Regions from separate parts of the Pan troglodytes genome. Here region 2 is linked to region 1. A link is a contact called in public Hi-C data. All regions are on one chromosome and are shown on one strand. Each heading gives the region's core, a stretch centred on a gene start, on an enhancer-like site or on the middle of the called end of the contact. The rest is flanking DNA. Distances are from core to core; before and after follow the strand shown. Region 1 holds the start of ATP2B4 (ATPase plasma membrane Ca2+ transporting 4). Region 2 holds the start of CHIT1 (chitinase 1).

What was found. A called contact is a pair of places that touch in the nucleus more often than the background predicts.
Region 2: a contact with region 1 is called in a Hi-C map of stem cell-derived neural progenitor cells, with 3 times the contacts expected there. The contact joins the promoter of CHIT1 here to the promoter of ATP2B4 in region 1. A contact is called at or near these places in 1 of 7 Hi-C or Micro-C datasets (stem cell-derived neural progenitor cells) and 1 of 1 datasets of contacts at active chromatin or transcription factors (stem cell-derived excitatory neurons).

What each region holds. Positions count from the first base shown.
Region 1 is chr1:45,463,851-45,467,405 of NHGRI_mPanTro3-v2.0_pri, reverse strand. ATP2B4 (ATPase plasma membrane Ca2+ transporting 4) reads left to right here and starts at 1,835. Exons shown (of 21, transcript XM_024351060.3): 1 at 1,835-2,456.
Region 2 is chr1:45,819,642-45,823,462 of NHGRI_mPanTro3-v2.0_pri, reverse strand. It overlaps CHIT1 (chitinase 1), which reads right to left and starts at 1,370. Exons shown (of 14, transcript XM_063793548.1): 1 at 1,238-1,370; 2 at 654-859.

The sequences.
Region 1 (3,555 bases), core at 586-3,085:
ACTTTCTTCGGCTGCTGGCAGGGAGAGGCACAAGCACAGGCAGGGGCTTATTTTTTTTCTCTTGTTTTTAATTTTTTTGTAGAGATGGGGTGGGTCTTGCTATGTTGCCCAGGCTGGTCTTGAAATCTGGCCTCAAGTGATCCTCCCTCCTCAGCCTCCCAAAGTACTGGAATTACACGGATGAGCCACTGTGCCTAGCCAGGGCTTATTTTGGATTTTGTTTTCAGATGACAACAGGCAATCTCCAGCCTCACACTGATGAACTCTGAGTTCTGAGCCCAGCCCAACCAGTCTAAAAACATTACTGGCCAGGTGCGGGGGCTCACGCCTGTAATCCCAGCACTTTGGGAGGCCGAGGTGGGCGCATCATGAGGTCAGGAGATAGAGACCATTCTGGCTAACATGGTGAAACCCCGTCTCTACTAAAAATACAAAAGCAAAATTAGCCGGGCGTGGTGGCAGGGGCCTGTAGTCCCAGCTACTCGGGAGGCTGAGGCAGGAGAATGGCATGAACCCAGGAGGCGGAGCTTGCAGTGAGCCGAGATCACGCCACTGCACTCCAGCCTGGGCGACAGAGCAAGACTCCGTCTCAAAAAAAAAAACAAAAACCATAAAGAAAAAAGAAATAGCAGGGTAAGAAAATGAAGAGGAAAAAGAGGACCCAAATGAGAGAACATTGGGAAGGGTGCTAGTTGGACACGGGGGAAACTGGACCCCGTTTCACAACCCTGTTTCTCCATGTGCATGTGGCTCTGCTTCTTGGGGGCAGAGATGACAGCAAAGAAGGACAGGGGGTGGTGTGAGCTTTTGGGTTAGAATGATAGAATCAAAGAGGCCTTTTCCCAACCCTCTGTTTAAAAGGTTGGGAAGTAGTGGCCAGTCACCTTCTTCACAGCATAGCTCATAGCTATAACCTGTGAGATATATGTCAATGTGCCTTCCACAAGCATATAAACATGAGTGTGTTTGCTGAGGTAGGTGTGGGAATCTGTCAGTCAATGAAGATATGTTGTGTGAACCAGCTGATGGTGCATGTTTGTGCTTGAAAGCCATAAAGTTCTATGCAAAATCTATGGGTGGCACTGTTGCACAATGCTAGTGGGTGTGTGGGTATGGGGGTGTGATTAACTGTTTACAGGCTGTGTATAAGTGTGCATGGATGTCTGAGTGTGTGCAAATTAAAACGGAAATATGTGCCGGAGTATGATACAAAGTACAGGAAAGTACTCGGGCTTTGGAGTCTGTCTGACTTGGTCTTGAATCGTTGGCTCTGTCATTAGCCGGATGTATAACCTTGGGCCAGACACTCAATCTTCAATTCCCTCAACTAGAAAATGAGGTTAATAATAAGTACCTTTCAAGATTGCCATGAGGACTAGAAACGATACCATATAGACAAAGCTTTTGGTGTCATAGCCCACGCATAGCAGGACTCAAAAGTAAGCAGCTATTTTCATGCACTGTCAGTATACCTCTGATGGGTACAGGGACAAGAGGGAACAAAATGTGACCTGTATATAAGGTGTAGGGGAGGACGGGTGTGTGTGTGTGTGTGTGTTTACAAAACAATTTATTCTCCTTCTCCAAGGAACCCCCTATTCAGACAGGAGCAGGAAGGTAGGAGGGGACATACAAGTGTCCACAGACACCTCGGGTTTCTGGGTCCTGGATCTAAGTGAGTAAGGGGTTGAGAGGCCCGTAGGAGCTGCAGGAAGCCAGCCGCCTGCCCAAGCTTCCTTTTTTTTCCCCTCCGCCCAGCAACCGTTGAATACCGCCACCCACATCCACTCCCCACCTCCAGCCTCACCCCTCCTCCACCCCTACTCAGCTTTCTATTCAACAAGTGAGAGCAAGGGCGGGGAAGAAAGCCGACAGGGGAGAGGATTGCTTCCCTTTCTTTTCCCATTCCCCCTTAAGACGAACCAGGAAGTAACCGCAAGAATCGGGCCACCTTAACAGTAGAGTAATGGTTTGGCCTCGCGCCAAGTCCCACCTCTGTTCCAGCTCCTGCTCCTCCCCTCTCTCTTCCCGCACTGCTTGGGGAGAGCTGGTGAGCAGGAGTCTGGCCCGAGTTAGCTAGAGCTGTTGCCATGACAAGCATTTTCTTAAGAAAGCTCTACTGTTGAGATCGTCCAAAGCTGGGGGCTGGGAGGGGGGCACGAACTTCGTGGGGCACCATCCCTCCGAAGAGAGCAAGATCAGAGACACCCGCCCAGCTCTCCTGCACCCTTTTTCTTTTAGGAACCTGAGAGGTCCTTCCCATTGGAAGGGCAGGGGGAGGAGACCCAGCCCACTCCCCGGCCTTAGCCGGAAAGGCAAGAGAGCAAAGCCAGCGTCTCTAGCTTGGTTGCCACACTGGGGAGACTGGTGGGTGGTCACCCCACCCTACCCCCATCCATGGAAACCCGGAGGGAGAGTCCCGCCTGGAGAAACCTGGATCTTTGCTAGAAAGAGAGGTAGGCTTGCAGAGAATGAATTGACTTGTGATTTGCAAACTTTGTTTCTTTCTTTTCTCTCAAGGGCTTCTAAAACTCCCCGATTTTCCTCTTTCTAGCATATTTCATGCGACTGTGTTTGGAGGATTTTTAAAAATATGTGTGTGTGCACAGATTTGTCAAATACTGTTTTACCTATTATCAGTTCTGAGAAACCATATAGTCGAAGAAGTGATTTATCTCTCTTTTCCTAGTTCTTGTCATTCCTGGGCTATGGGGTAGGGTAATGGAGGGTTCTCTTTTTGACACCAAAATTGAGCTCTTGGAAAAAATATTTATCTCCCCTCCCTCAACCCATTCCGTTCCTGCCCTCCCCTTCCCCCCTTGGCTTGGGAATGAGACGCAGGATGGAAAACTGTTGCAAAAATATTTTCCGTGTCTGTTCCCTTTCTCGAAAGCCCAAAAGAGAGATGGAAAAAAAAAAGGAACCAAAGAAATCTTCAGCAGAAAGAGGGGCTGCAGCGGGAACTAGGAGAGGGGCACTTTGGGGCCATGGGGTGGAGGTGGGCTGGGAGAAGTTGGCAGGAGTGGGGAAGGAGAGTGCACGAATTAAATTTCTTTAGCTTTGCAGAGAAACCTCAGCAGTTTCTCTGTGCTGCTTGCAAAACATCCTCAGACTTTCACATGTATAATTAGCTGTGGAAAAAGCTGGGAGTTCCCTCGTACCGCTGTTGTTTGAGTGTGTGTGAGCGTCCAGAACCAACTGTATGAGTGTCTCCGAGGGCACCGCCCCACACATCTCTGGTCCCAAAGGGGAGGAAGGAGAAGGGTGAATTGAAAAGTTTCCGGTGTCGAGGCTGGACACTGTGGGGCTGGTGAGTGTTTGGCAGATGGGGTGGGCCACAGGCATCTGTGGAAGGATCCCTGAGCGTCTCGGGTCACTGCCTTGGCTTGCTGAAGAGCTAGGAATTAAGACTGGGATTGTCCTTCCTGCTCTCCCTTCTGTCTTTCTTTTACATACTTGGTTCGCTCTTGGTAGAGGGGGCTGCTGGCATCCTTCCCCGAGTCGAGTCTGGCCTCTTACACTCCTCTACCTCCCTGAGGGTACCCGCCGCTCTTC
Region 2 (3,821 bases), core at 121-2,620, 360 kb before region 1:
GGAGGGCTGTTGCAGGCCCCTTCAGGACCTCAGTTCCTGCAGTGGTCCCCCAATTACACTTCCTCACTAAGTGTCTGAGGGAGCATTTGCCCAGCATCGCGATTCCTTTAGCCCAGAGCCCTCCCTGAGCAGGCCCAGGATATAGAAATGGTCCAGCGTTGGCCTTTGACCCGGGAGAACAGGGTGAAGGGGACACCCAGTTGCGGACTCCTGCGGGGGTCTGGGTGGGCCCAGTGACGTCAGTTCTAGTTCTCCAGTGAAGGAGACCAATTCCAGGACTGCCCCCAACTTGCTGTGTGATCCTGGGACATTTGCTTAAACTCTCTGAGCCTCATCTTTCCTTTCACACGACAGGGAGACGATCCTGCCTTTGGGAGAATGACTTGAAGTAAATCACTCTTAATCCCTAGACGGAAAGGAGGGAGCGGGAGAATTTCTGCCATCCCACGGGACTCAGCGCAGAGGAGGCGGCTCCCCCAGCTTATTAACCACAGACCAGGTGTGCACGCCCAAGCTCACCGGCAGAGGGCGCCAGGCCTCCGCTTGGTGCTCGAGCCTCGAGGCCCAGAAAAGGTAACCTGGTCCCCAGAGGTCTGAAATCGCTGATTGTGTTTATTCAAAGCCAGTCACCATTGCTCACCCGTCTGACTTACTCTGGGTGTGTGTGGACGGGCGTGCATGTGACCGCGTCTGTGCACCGGGGCTGTGCTGTGGGCTTTGTGCTGAGCCAAAGGTGGGGCTTCTCCTGTCCGCCCGGTCCTGGACTCCCGGCAGCGGCCGGCAGGGGCAGTGCTGATGCTGTAGGAGGGTCAGGAGCCACTGCCTCGTGCTCAGCCCCACGGGAGCCACTCTGTGTGCCCTGCAGCGGGGAGGACCCACAGGGTAGACCGCCTCCTTGGCCGGTGACCCCTGCAACAGAGCCGTCTCTCCGGTGCTCCTGCTCGCCAAGTCAGTGTGAGGCCCGGACAGAGGAAGCCCTGTTTGCTTCTCTGTTCAGAGGAAAGGGGCCAGGGGATTGTAAAATAGGCCTTAGGTTATTGGACAAGAAGACAAAACCAAACCAAACCAAAAGCCTGGTGAGATCACGGTCTCACCCAGACGCAAGTGATTGCTGAGGTCAAATCAGCCAGCCTGGGCTCTGATAACTGCCGGGCCAGGTGGAGCCCGTGCACAGGGGAAGGGGGTTAGCATGGCCTCTGCCTGGGGCTCCCAGCCTGAGGAGGCAATGCATCCTTACCCCAAGAGACCACTGTCTGCAGGACGATACTCCCCAGGATAGTCAGGCTGGTCTGGGAGGCAGCCTGTGGCCACACAGGGTGGAGAAGGCGAACTCAAACTGTGAAGCAGACAGGGCTCGCGGAGGCCCCTCCCATCTGCCCCGCCAGCATCCCCTTTTTGCTTCCGCACTTCCCAGAATCACCCTTTTCATAGACACTTACCGAAGGGCCACCATGTGATCATCCTTCCCAGGCTGAGGGTACAGACAGGAGCTGGCAGAGCAGGGAGGGTGCTGGGCAACCACCACAGGGTCAGGAGCCCTGGGGAAGTCTCCTGATGGTGGTAGGTGGCTGGGGGTGGGGTGGGGGTAGAGGGCTGCCAACAAAAGCTTCCAAGACCCTGAAGGAGGCAAGGCACGCTGAGTTTTAAGGAGCCAGAGGCATCATCTTATCGGGTGACAGGAGTGAGGCCCCACTGCAATGCCTGCCGTGGAGGGGCCAGTGGGCTAGGCAGGCACACACAGCAGCTGTGATAACTTTGGGCAGACCATAAGGCAGTTTACGGTTTGCTGAGTCATTTTACAAATCTTTATTCTGTGAGGTTGGTAGAAAAATGAAGCTCAGAGAGGTTAGGTAACTTGTCCCAGGACACAGAGTCAGGACTTGGGCCTGTATATCCCAAGCTCTAGCCTGAACTGGCTCCTTAGGTAGCCTCTGCCCCTCCCACTACCCCAACTCCCTGAAGCAGAACCTTGGTTAGAGCGGCAGGGCCCGTCTTGTTTTGACAGGTCTAGAACTTGTCTTTGTTTTATTTTTCAGGACACTAGAACTGGTTAACATCTACAGGCCTGGCTCACCCAACCAAACATACAGGAGGTGGGTGGATGGATAAACAATGCCACTGTGACCGCTTACAATGAGCGCCAGTTCGTTTAGAAGGCTGGTGTCAGAAATTGGCTCAAGTCATTCATTCCCTCCTGGTGATGCCGGGCAAATGCAGAACCAGGGCAAATGCAGAACCAGAGCAAATGGAGCCAGCCTTTCTCGAAGGATTTCTCAGTCTGTCAGACTGGGCTACAGAAATGTGTGACGTGCCGGGAAGTGTCAGGGAAAGTGTGGCTCAGGAGTGACCTGGGTTGTAATCTTAGCTCTACCAGTTCTTAACAACATGTCCTTGGCAGGTTGCTTAAGCCTTGGTCTGTTGTTCATCTGATACATGGAGATGATCATAGAACAACCCAGAGAGTTGCTGGGAGGAGCATACAGATGATGTGCTGTGCAATGACTAGGTCCAGGCAGATGCAACATAAACAGTAGCTCTTGCTATTACTGGACAGCTGGGTGACTTCCCTGTCTACAGAAGGTGTATTTACAATGGCCACTGTCTGCAAGCTGTTCTTCTTCACCCCGGTCAGCCCTGGGTCCTCTTACAAGCCCTTGCTATTCCTCGAGCCCTTCTCTTATCACAGTGTCTCTCCAGTCAGGCAGGTGTCAAATAATTCATTGGGCTACAATTTGATTTAGTGACATTCTTTTTTCTTTCCTTTTTTTTTTTTTTGAAACAGAGTCTAGCTCTGTTGCCCAGGCTGGAGTGCAGTGGCATGATCTTGACTCACTGCAACCTCTGCCTCCTGAGACAATAGGCACACACCATCATTCCTGGCTAATTTTTGTATTTTTTGTAGAGACGGGGTCTCACTGTGTTGCCCAGGCTGGTTCTCAAACTCCTGGGCTCAAGTGATCTACCCACCTTGGCCTCTCAAAGTGCTGAGATTGCAGGCGTGAACTCCATGCCCTGCCAACTGAGTGCCATTCTTACCTTAAGGGTGCACAGCACTCAACTTGACGGAGATGTTCTCTGGTTCCTAGAGTGGATGTGAAGATACTATATCTCACTTCCCTCAGCCACATGCCTTCCCTGAGTGACAGGTTTCCCAGGTGACAGGTTTCCAAGTCTGGGGGACCTGGGATGACAGCTGATCCTGCCACTTGCCACAGCGTGTGAACTTGGGCATGTTTCTTGCCCTTATGGAACCCCAGATTCCTTATGTGTCAGTCGGGACACACTCAGCCACAGAGCTGGGAGACGATTACATTTGAAATGTGTAAAGTGTCTAACGCCTGGCCCAGTGTGAGGAGGGACTCGGTAGGCGATCATTGTCTTGGCCGGGCGCGGTGCCTCATGCCTGGAATCCCAGCACTTTGGGAGGCCGAGGTGGGTGGATCACGAGGTCAGGAGATTGTGACCATCCTGACTAACACAGTGAAACCCTGTCTCTACTAAAAATACAAAAAATTAGCCAGGTGCAGTCGTGGGCGCCTGTAGTCCCAGCTACCGGGAGGCTGAGGCAGGAGAATTGTATGAACCCGGGAGGCAGAACTTGCAGTGAGCTGAGATTGTGCCACTGCACTCCAGCCTGAGTGACAGAGTGAGACTCCATCTCAAAAAAAAAAAAAAAAAAAAAAAGATAATTGTCTCATAGTTATGACACAGATGCTGGTTTTTAAAGTTTCAAATATAGATTTTACCAAGCCCATGGGAGAGAAAGATCAACTTCACAAACAGGGCTATGGGGCAGGTTTCCCGCAGGCATCTGAACCAGG